Linked DNA regions of Mus musculus: region 2 is linked to region 1. A link is a contact called in public HiChIP or PLAC-seq data. All regions are on one chromosome and are shown on one strand. Each heading gives the region's core, a stretch centred on a gene start, on an enhancer-like site or on the middle of the called end of the contact. The rest is flanking DNA. Distances are from core to core; before and after follow the strand shown.

Region 1 (3,468 bases), core at 570-3,069:
TGCAAGAGAGAGAGTGGGGACTGAATGGCAAGAGACTCGAAGAATGGAGACAAAACAGGCTGTCTGATCAAGTTGTTATCAGAGTGTGTTCAGCCGTGGTGGGCTTCCTGCAGAAACATCATGCTAGGAAAAGCAAGTCTCTCGTCGGGGTGGAAAAGGACCACCCGCAAGTAAGTAGCCAGAAATGGCTGCAGAGCTGATAGCCGCTTTCTGCTCAGAGTCGGCTCCCAACAGGAGACTGGAGAGACTCTATTCCCAGCGCCCACATGACAGCCCACAAGCATCTATAACTCCAGTTCCAGGAGATGGATGGCCTTTCCTGGCTCCACGGGTACCTGTTATACAAGTGGTACACAGACAGACGTGCAGGCACAACAGCCATGCAGACCAGGCTGGCCTTGAACTCAGGGATCTCTGTCTCCTTAAAGGCTTGTGCCATCCAGCTTGGCCCTACACATAAAGTTTTAAAAATAGAAGCTAGGTGCAACTATGTGGAAACCCTTAAACCCAGTACTGTGTGGGATAGAGAGGCAGGAGGATTCCCCAGGGCTTGATGGGTCCAGCCCAGTTTCTGTGAGAGGTCTCTCCGGAACAAGGCTGCATGACAGAGGACACCTACTGGCTTCCTCTAATTCTGCATGCAGTGTATATATATACATACATGTCTAAATAAAACAGAAAGCATTAAGGTAATGGGAAGGAGTCAGGTGTGGCTGTACACGCCTTTAATCAACGCCCTCAGAGGCCAAGGAATGTGGATCTTTGAATTAGAAGCCCTCCTAATCTATATACAGAATTCTAGACCTACTCGGGGTTGCCTAGTGAGACTGCTGCTATCTGATGCTTGCAGGCCGCCTGGTCTGGGTTGGAAAGAGAAGACAGCCTATTTGTTGAGGGTCAGGTTAGTTATCTGCAGCCTTGGGCCTGCCTGTGTGCATCTGGATGGTGTGTGTGTGTGTTCTGTGCTATCTCAGTAGTAATGACAGTATAAAGAAACCATTCTCTGAATACCACCTTTCCTAAGCTTCAGTCTTTAACCTCTTAAGACTTGCTGTGTTGCTGGGCGTGGTGGCACACGCTTTTAATCCCAGCACTCAGGGAGGCAGAGGCAGGCGGATTTCTGAGTTCGAGGCCAGCCTGGTCTACAAAGTGAGTTCCAGGACAGCCAGGGCTACACAGAGAAACCCTGTCTCGAGAAACCAAAAAAAAAAAAAAAAAAAAAAGACTTGCTATGTTAAAATCACTAATACCTTAACATTTGTTTCAGAACAACCTTAGTCGCTGAAAGCACAGTAAATTCACTTGTTTTGAGACGGGCCTCCCGCAGCCAAGGCTGGCCTGGATATGTAACCGAGATTGATACACTCTTCCTGCCTTTACCTCCAGAGCACCTGGCTTATAGCTGGGAGGCACAACACCCAGCTAAATGTTTAACTTTTAAGGTTTCCCTTTTCCAACCTAATATTCTGTACCTAGCGTGCGCTCTCCGTTTCCTGTTTCTTCAGTTAGAAATCAGGTCTACATTCATTGCGGGGACAGGAGTGGGTGGGTCTTACCAGTCACCCTGGGAGACATAGAATCAGTCTGAGATCTTCTAGGACTCCCTGTGGCAATGGCGGGCCTCCTGATCTGTCTCTGGCTGGAGCTGAAGAGCCAAGCCAACCCCCACAGCCTGTACATCTTAGAGAATTATGGAGAGACTTGTTGACCACAACCATAAGAGTCAAAAGATAAAAGTTCATGCAGATAGTGTTTCCCTTGCACCTACGTCTCTACCACAAGCACGGCTGATTCTCGCAGAGGCCAGAAGAGGGCATTCCACACCCTGGAACTAGAGTTACAGAGGGCTTGGGAGCCACCATGTGGATCCTGGGGAAAGAACCAAGTCCTCTTCAAGAGCAGCAAGGGCTCTTAACTGCTGAGCCGTCTCCAGCCCTCAGAATATATAACAAAAATGTGGGAGGGAGAAAAAGAAAAAAGACTAACGTTGGGTTTTGTTTGAAACATTCATATTTGCTCGTGTCTACTCTAAAAGTTTAAGTGAGCCAGTTTCTCATTATTGCCTTGTAGTCAGGGCAGGTCCTGTGTCATCTCATCTGTGGAACTCGAGCAAAGTTGAAGATTCTTATATCATTTGATCCAAGGGACAGAGATGGTGAGATGGCTGGTTGTGCCTCATTCCAACTCTTTTGTTTGTTTGTTTTGGTTTTCAAGACAGGGTTTCTTTGTGTACCCTTGGTTGTCCTGGAACTCACTCTGTAGACCAGGCTGGCCTCGAACTCAGAAATCCACCTGCCTCTGTCTCTCAAGTGCTGGGATTAAAGGCGTGCGCCACCACCGGCCAGCTCATTCCAATTCTTAAACATCCCAGGCTGGCTGTGGATGTTCAGAATCACCGGAGTTTCGAGAAGAGCCTGGGCAGACCAGTGGCTGCTGAAGCAGCTACCAGGCTGCGGGCTGCCTGTTCCGGGTTGGGAAGGAGAGCCCCATTGAGTAAGGGTGCCTATAGCTGTCACTTGCAATTTTGGGCGCATCCCTGAGCAACTGGGTGTCGTGTTCGGTTTTCTTTGTTTTTAGTAATTTTAAAATTTTTTACATAAACATTTTAAAACATTTGATTGTGGATTTCTTTTTTTATATAAAGATTTATATATTTACTATTATATCTAAGTACACTGTAGCTATCTTCAGACACACCAGAAGAGGGCATCAGATCTCATTAAGGATGGTTGTGAGCCACCATGTGGTTCCTGGGACTTGAACTCAGGACCTTCGGAAGAGCAGTCGGTGCTCTTAACCACTGAGCCATCTCTCCAGCCTTGATTGTGAACTTCACACCATGCATCCCAACCCCACTCATCTCCCCATCCCTCCATATCTAACCCCTGCCCTTGCAATCTCCCCACCAAAAGGAAACAAAACATAGAAGATCTCACCGTGGAAGCTGCGGTGTGTCACAGTGTGTCACACGCTATACCTTTCTGTCCACACATCTTTACTTGCAGATGTTCATTGCCGTGAGTCACTGGTCTGTTTCTCCACCTCTGGCTTCTGCTTCGCTATCAATGCTGGATCCTTACTGGGGCTTCTCCCAGATATCCTGTTGTTGCTCTGTGACATGGAGGTCCTACTGCTTTGGATCTGCAGGTCCGGCCACTTCATGAGCCCCAGACGTTCATAGATGAGGTGGATGTTGGGTTGGGTCAACTCAAAGCCCTGATGATCTGGACCTGGGTGGTTACTGAGTTGGTCAGCCCACCAGCTCTCCCCTGCATATCAGACATTTACATTACAATTCATAACAGTTGCAAAATTACAGTTATGAAATAGCAATGAAAATAGTGTTATGGTTGGAGGTCACAGCATGAGGAACTGTATTAAAGGGTCACAGCGTTAGCAAGGCTGAGAACCGCCGGGTTAGGGAAAGCCTACTGTGGTGGAGCTCTAGGCTCCTGTAACGTGGGATAG
Region 2 (3,468 bases), core at 276-2,775, 93 kb before region 1:
TTTCTGAAGTGAGGCTGTGAGGGTCTTCAGCATGAGAAGGCAGGAAATACTAAGCATACAGTTATTACTTACTTAAGCAAAAAACTGACCATACTAGAAAACTGCCTCCCCTGGGCAGAGCAGACTGCTGCTTTTATGATTTGAGGTAAATTATGAAACTTAAAGATTGGCAAACTTGCAGAGGCAGGAGTAAGTTATCATGGACTGCAGAATGGAAGAACTGTAGAGCTGGGATCTTACAGTGTGGCTCAGGTTAGCCTCAAGCCTGTGTCTTAAGAGTTCTGAGATTGTAGGGATGCGCCATCGTGCCTGGATGCTGTGTTTCCAGTTCTACATGTCACAGTCATTTTTCTAGAACATTGTCCCAGGGAACAGGGATTTTCCTCTATTCGTTGAGTATATGCCTGTTCTCAGCTACTTACAGTTGATAGTTGTATGTGGTTCAGGTTGTTTACTGTTGTCTTAAGATGGTTTGAGAAAAGAGGGGTAGGTATGTCATGTTAGCTTGTAAGTCGTAAAAAGCTCTTAGTGATGTTTCTCAGCCACCACCCCAACCCTCTTTTTTTCTTCTCCTTTTCCCTTGGATATTCTAATTGAAATTATTATTAATGCTTGCTTCTAGATTCTTGGGTCTTAATTAGTAAATTGAAGGAAGTGCACATAGATTGCATACTAACAAGGGAAAAGCAGAGCAATAGTACATGTCAGGTGTGCTGCAGAGACATGAGTAGGCTTTCAATTAGGAGGACCCAGGGCTCCAGGTCGTTGTCCCGGGCCTTGCTTTATGGGCTCTTGGCAGGAGAGGAGGCGTTTGACTGCAAAGGGAATATGAGGCTGTGGGGTGGGGTCTCTGTTTTGCTTGGCTGGTTTTGCTCACTGCCTTTCTCGTGATGCATCCAGTTTTAATCATATACAATGCCCAGCTATGGGTAAACATAAGATGGTACTTAGGAATTCTCTAAAAGTTCACTGAGCACAGTTTGCCTTACTGCACAATGTCCCAAAACTAGTTCAGGGCAGATCTGCCCTCTCATGCTATTCCTAATGTATCTAGGATTATTCTCTGTCCATGACACAGGGCTTCTTGAGACTTGCTAGGGGAGATTTAAAAACATACCCTGTTGTTTGTGGTGGAGCGTGCTTGTAGTTGGATGCAAGTTGTGGGTCTTTGGATGCTCACAGTTGGGGGCGAGGGGAGTCTTAGAACTCCCTGTGGCTAGTGCCTGCTCTGGTGCAGGTCAAGAAGGGTATATGGGTCGCCTAAACAGAGTGGTGTCACATGCCCATAAGCTATTTACTATACTTCTCTGCCCCAAAAAGAGGGAACTAAAAAGTATTGTCTGTAACTCTTTGTATCTTCCCTCATTATTATTATGCATGTGTGTGACATGCATGTGTGAGTACATGTACCATGTGCATCATCACATGTGGGACTATCAGGATAGCTTTGTGGACTTGGCTGTTGCCTTCCACCTCTACATGGATTGATTATCAGACTCGAGTTGCCAAGGCGTTGACAGCAAGCACTATACCGAGACAGCACGCACTTTGAACCTAACTCTGTAGAAAACTTGCACAGTGCTCCCATGGGAATCTAGTCTAGTAATCATTTTATGTAAAGCTGTTAGTCTGGCTGTCTTATAAAGAGCACATAAATACCAAGACTTAAAGATTGTTTTCCTTCTTCTTTAACCAGGTACTAAGTGTGACAGTGTGCACCATGCGTGAATATAAGCTCGTCGTGCTTGGATCAGGAGGCGTTGGGAAGTCAGCCCTGGTAAGTCGTTCCTGCCCAGTGGAAGCTTTTCACTTCACTATGGTCTTTTCTACTGAGGTGGCTTTTGTTTTGTTCTCATATTTAGTAGTCAAATGGAAATCTTGACTTTAAATTCCTACTTCTGCCTTTACATAATTCTGGGAATGCTGGCTGAGGTTGCAGCTTTAAAGGCCACGTCCATTCCTATAGTGATGTGGATAGAACCAAGGGCTTCCCGCAGGGGGCAGAGCACTCCAGCCAAGCTACAGCTCAGCTTTTGTTGTTTATGGTTTTGTTTCCTGAGACAGTTTTTTCCGGGTACACTAGACTGGCCCTAACCACGTGACAGTCCTCACTTGTGCTGGAATTAGAGGTGTGTACACCACACCCAGCTCTTGTAAGATATGATTTTGGTTATTTGTCTTGGTCTGATTAAGGTAAGATCCCATAACTTGACAAGAAATATAAGATTTTTCTTGTAATTTTAGACAATTATTAGGTGTATCTGCATAGCATTTATGTTATATGAGAATTAAGTTTAAGCTTTCCAGAGAGTAGCGGCCTACACATGTGTGTATATTTGCATGTTAGTGCAATATAGAGAAATTGAGGGTTTTGTTTAAATTTGTAAGTGTGTGTGTGTGTGTGTGTGTGTGTGTGTGTGTGTGTGTGTGTATTTGCAATTAGTCTTTTTTCCAAGCCTTTCTCTATGTAGTTTTGTATTGTTTAATGGGCATCTTTTCCCTAGCAAGGGTTAGCTTTAGAAGAAACAGTTGGATGTGATGAGGGAGACAGACAGAGTTAGCTTAAGTAAATCAGAATTTAGCAAAGAACCACAAGAACACAGACCAAGAGAATGGTGGTGCACTCCTGCAAGCCCAGCACTTGAGGCCAAAGAGAGATCCAGAGTTAACGGCCAGCCTGAGCTACATGGGACTGTGTTTCAAAACAAACGTAGATTGACTTTCTCTTTACTGCCGATAAGATAAACCATCTTACTTGGTCTTTTTAAATGGCCACCTAATGCTGTGCATGGTGGTGCATGCCTTTAGTTCCAGCACTCAGGAGGCAGAAGAAGGTGGAGCTACGGGAGTTGAAGGCCACCTGGTCTCCAGAGTGAGGCCCTCGACAGCAAGGCCACACAGAGAAACCCTGTCTCAAAGACAGACAGACAAACAAACAGACCGCCTGTGTAGGATTTAACCACCCTTAAATCAGACTGAGAAGTGTATACAATATTCATTTGCTTTTTTGTTTGTATCTGCAGTAATGGGGAGATGTGTTGACTGTGTTTATGGGTTAAAATTACAGTGCCAACACTGCACAAATGCTCTTTGAGTCACTGTTGTACTCACTGTATAGATGTGTAGTAAGTGGTTGTTAACACTGTGTAGTTAACAGCGACAAACTTTATATGATCAGTGCACACGTGGTCTGGTTTGTCCTTATCCTGAATTATTTTTGATCCATAGTTGGTTATGGAACCCACAGATACAAATAGTTAACTGTAATTTAAAACTACAGATTTAAACTGAGCATAGTGGTGCAAGCACATAATCTAACACTTGGGTAGGAGAGGCCAGAGGGTCACTGCAAGCTCCAGGCCAGAGTGCTCTATGTATTGAGTTCCAGACTAGCCTGAGACACATGGTAAGACCCTGCCTCAAAAATAAAATTAAGAAAAGTTTACAGATTCAAATGTGTTCTTCTTT

What was found. HiChIP or PLAC-seq counts read pairs in DNA pulled down with a chosen protein or histone mark.
Region 2: a contact with region 1 is called in an H3K4me3 HiChIP or PLAC-seq map of intestinal villus epithelium, with 6 read pairs. The contact joins two enhancer-like sites. A contact is called at or near these places in 5 of 484 Hi-C or Micro-C datasets (3T3-L1-derived adipocytes, the Ba/F3 cell line, the HPC-7 cell line and 2 more), 3 of 115 datasets of contacts at active chromatin or transcription factors (embryonic stem cells, intestinal villus epithelium and microglia) and 3 of 9 other capture datasets (adipose tissue, liver and pancreatic islet).

The regions. Positions count from the first base shown.
Region 1 is chr10:117,729,787-117,733,254 of GRCm38.p6, reverse strand. No RefSeq gene overlaps it. Among named protein-coding and RNA genes, the nearest start is that of Slc35e3, 15 kb to the left of the region's middle. Within about 2 kb of position 1,819, at least 60 of the 459 cell types and tissues checked have an H3K27ac peak or open chromatin away from gene starts, as enhancers often do. A contact at or near this core is called in intestinal villus epithelium, where this site is marked.
Region 2 is chr10:117,822,903-117,826,370 of GRCm38.p6, reverse strand. It overlaps Rap1b (RAS related protein 1b), which reads left to right. Exons shown (of 8, transcript NM_024457.2): 2 at 1,697-1,777. The coding sequence starts at 1,721. Among named protein-coding and RNA genes, the nearest start is that of Rap1b, 21 kb to the left of the region's middle. Within about 2 kb of position 1,525, at least 16 of the 459 cell types and tissues checked have an H3K27ac peak or open chromatin away from gene starts, as enhancers often do. A contact at or near this core is called in intestinal villus epithelium, where this site is marked.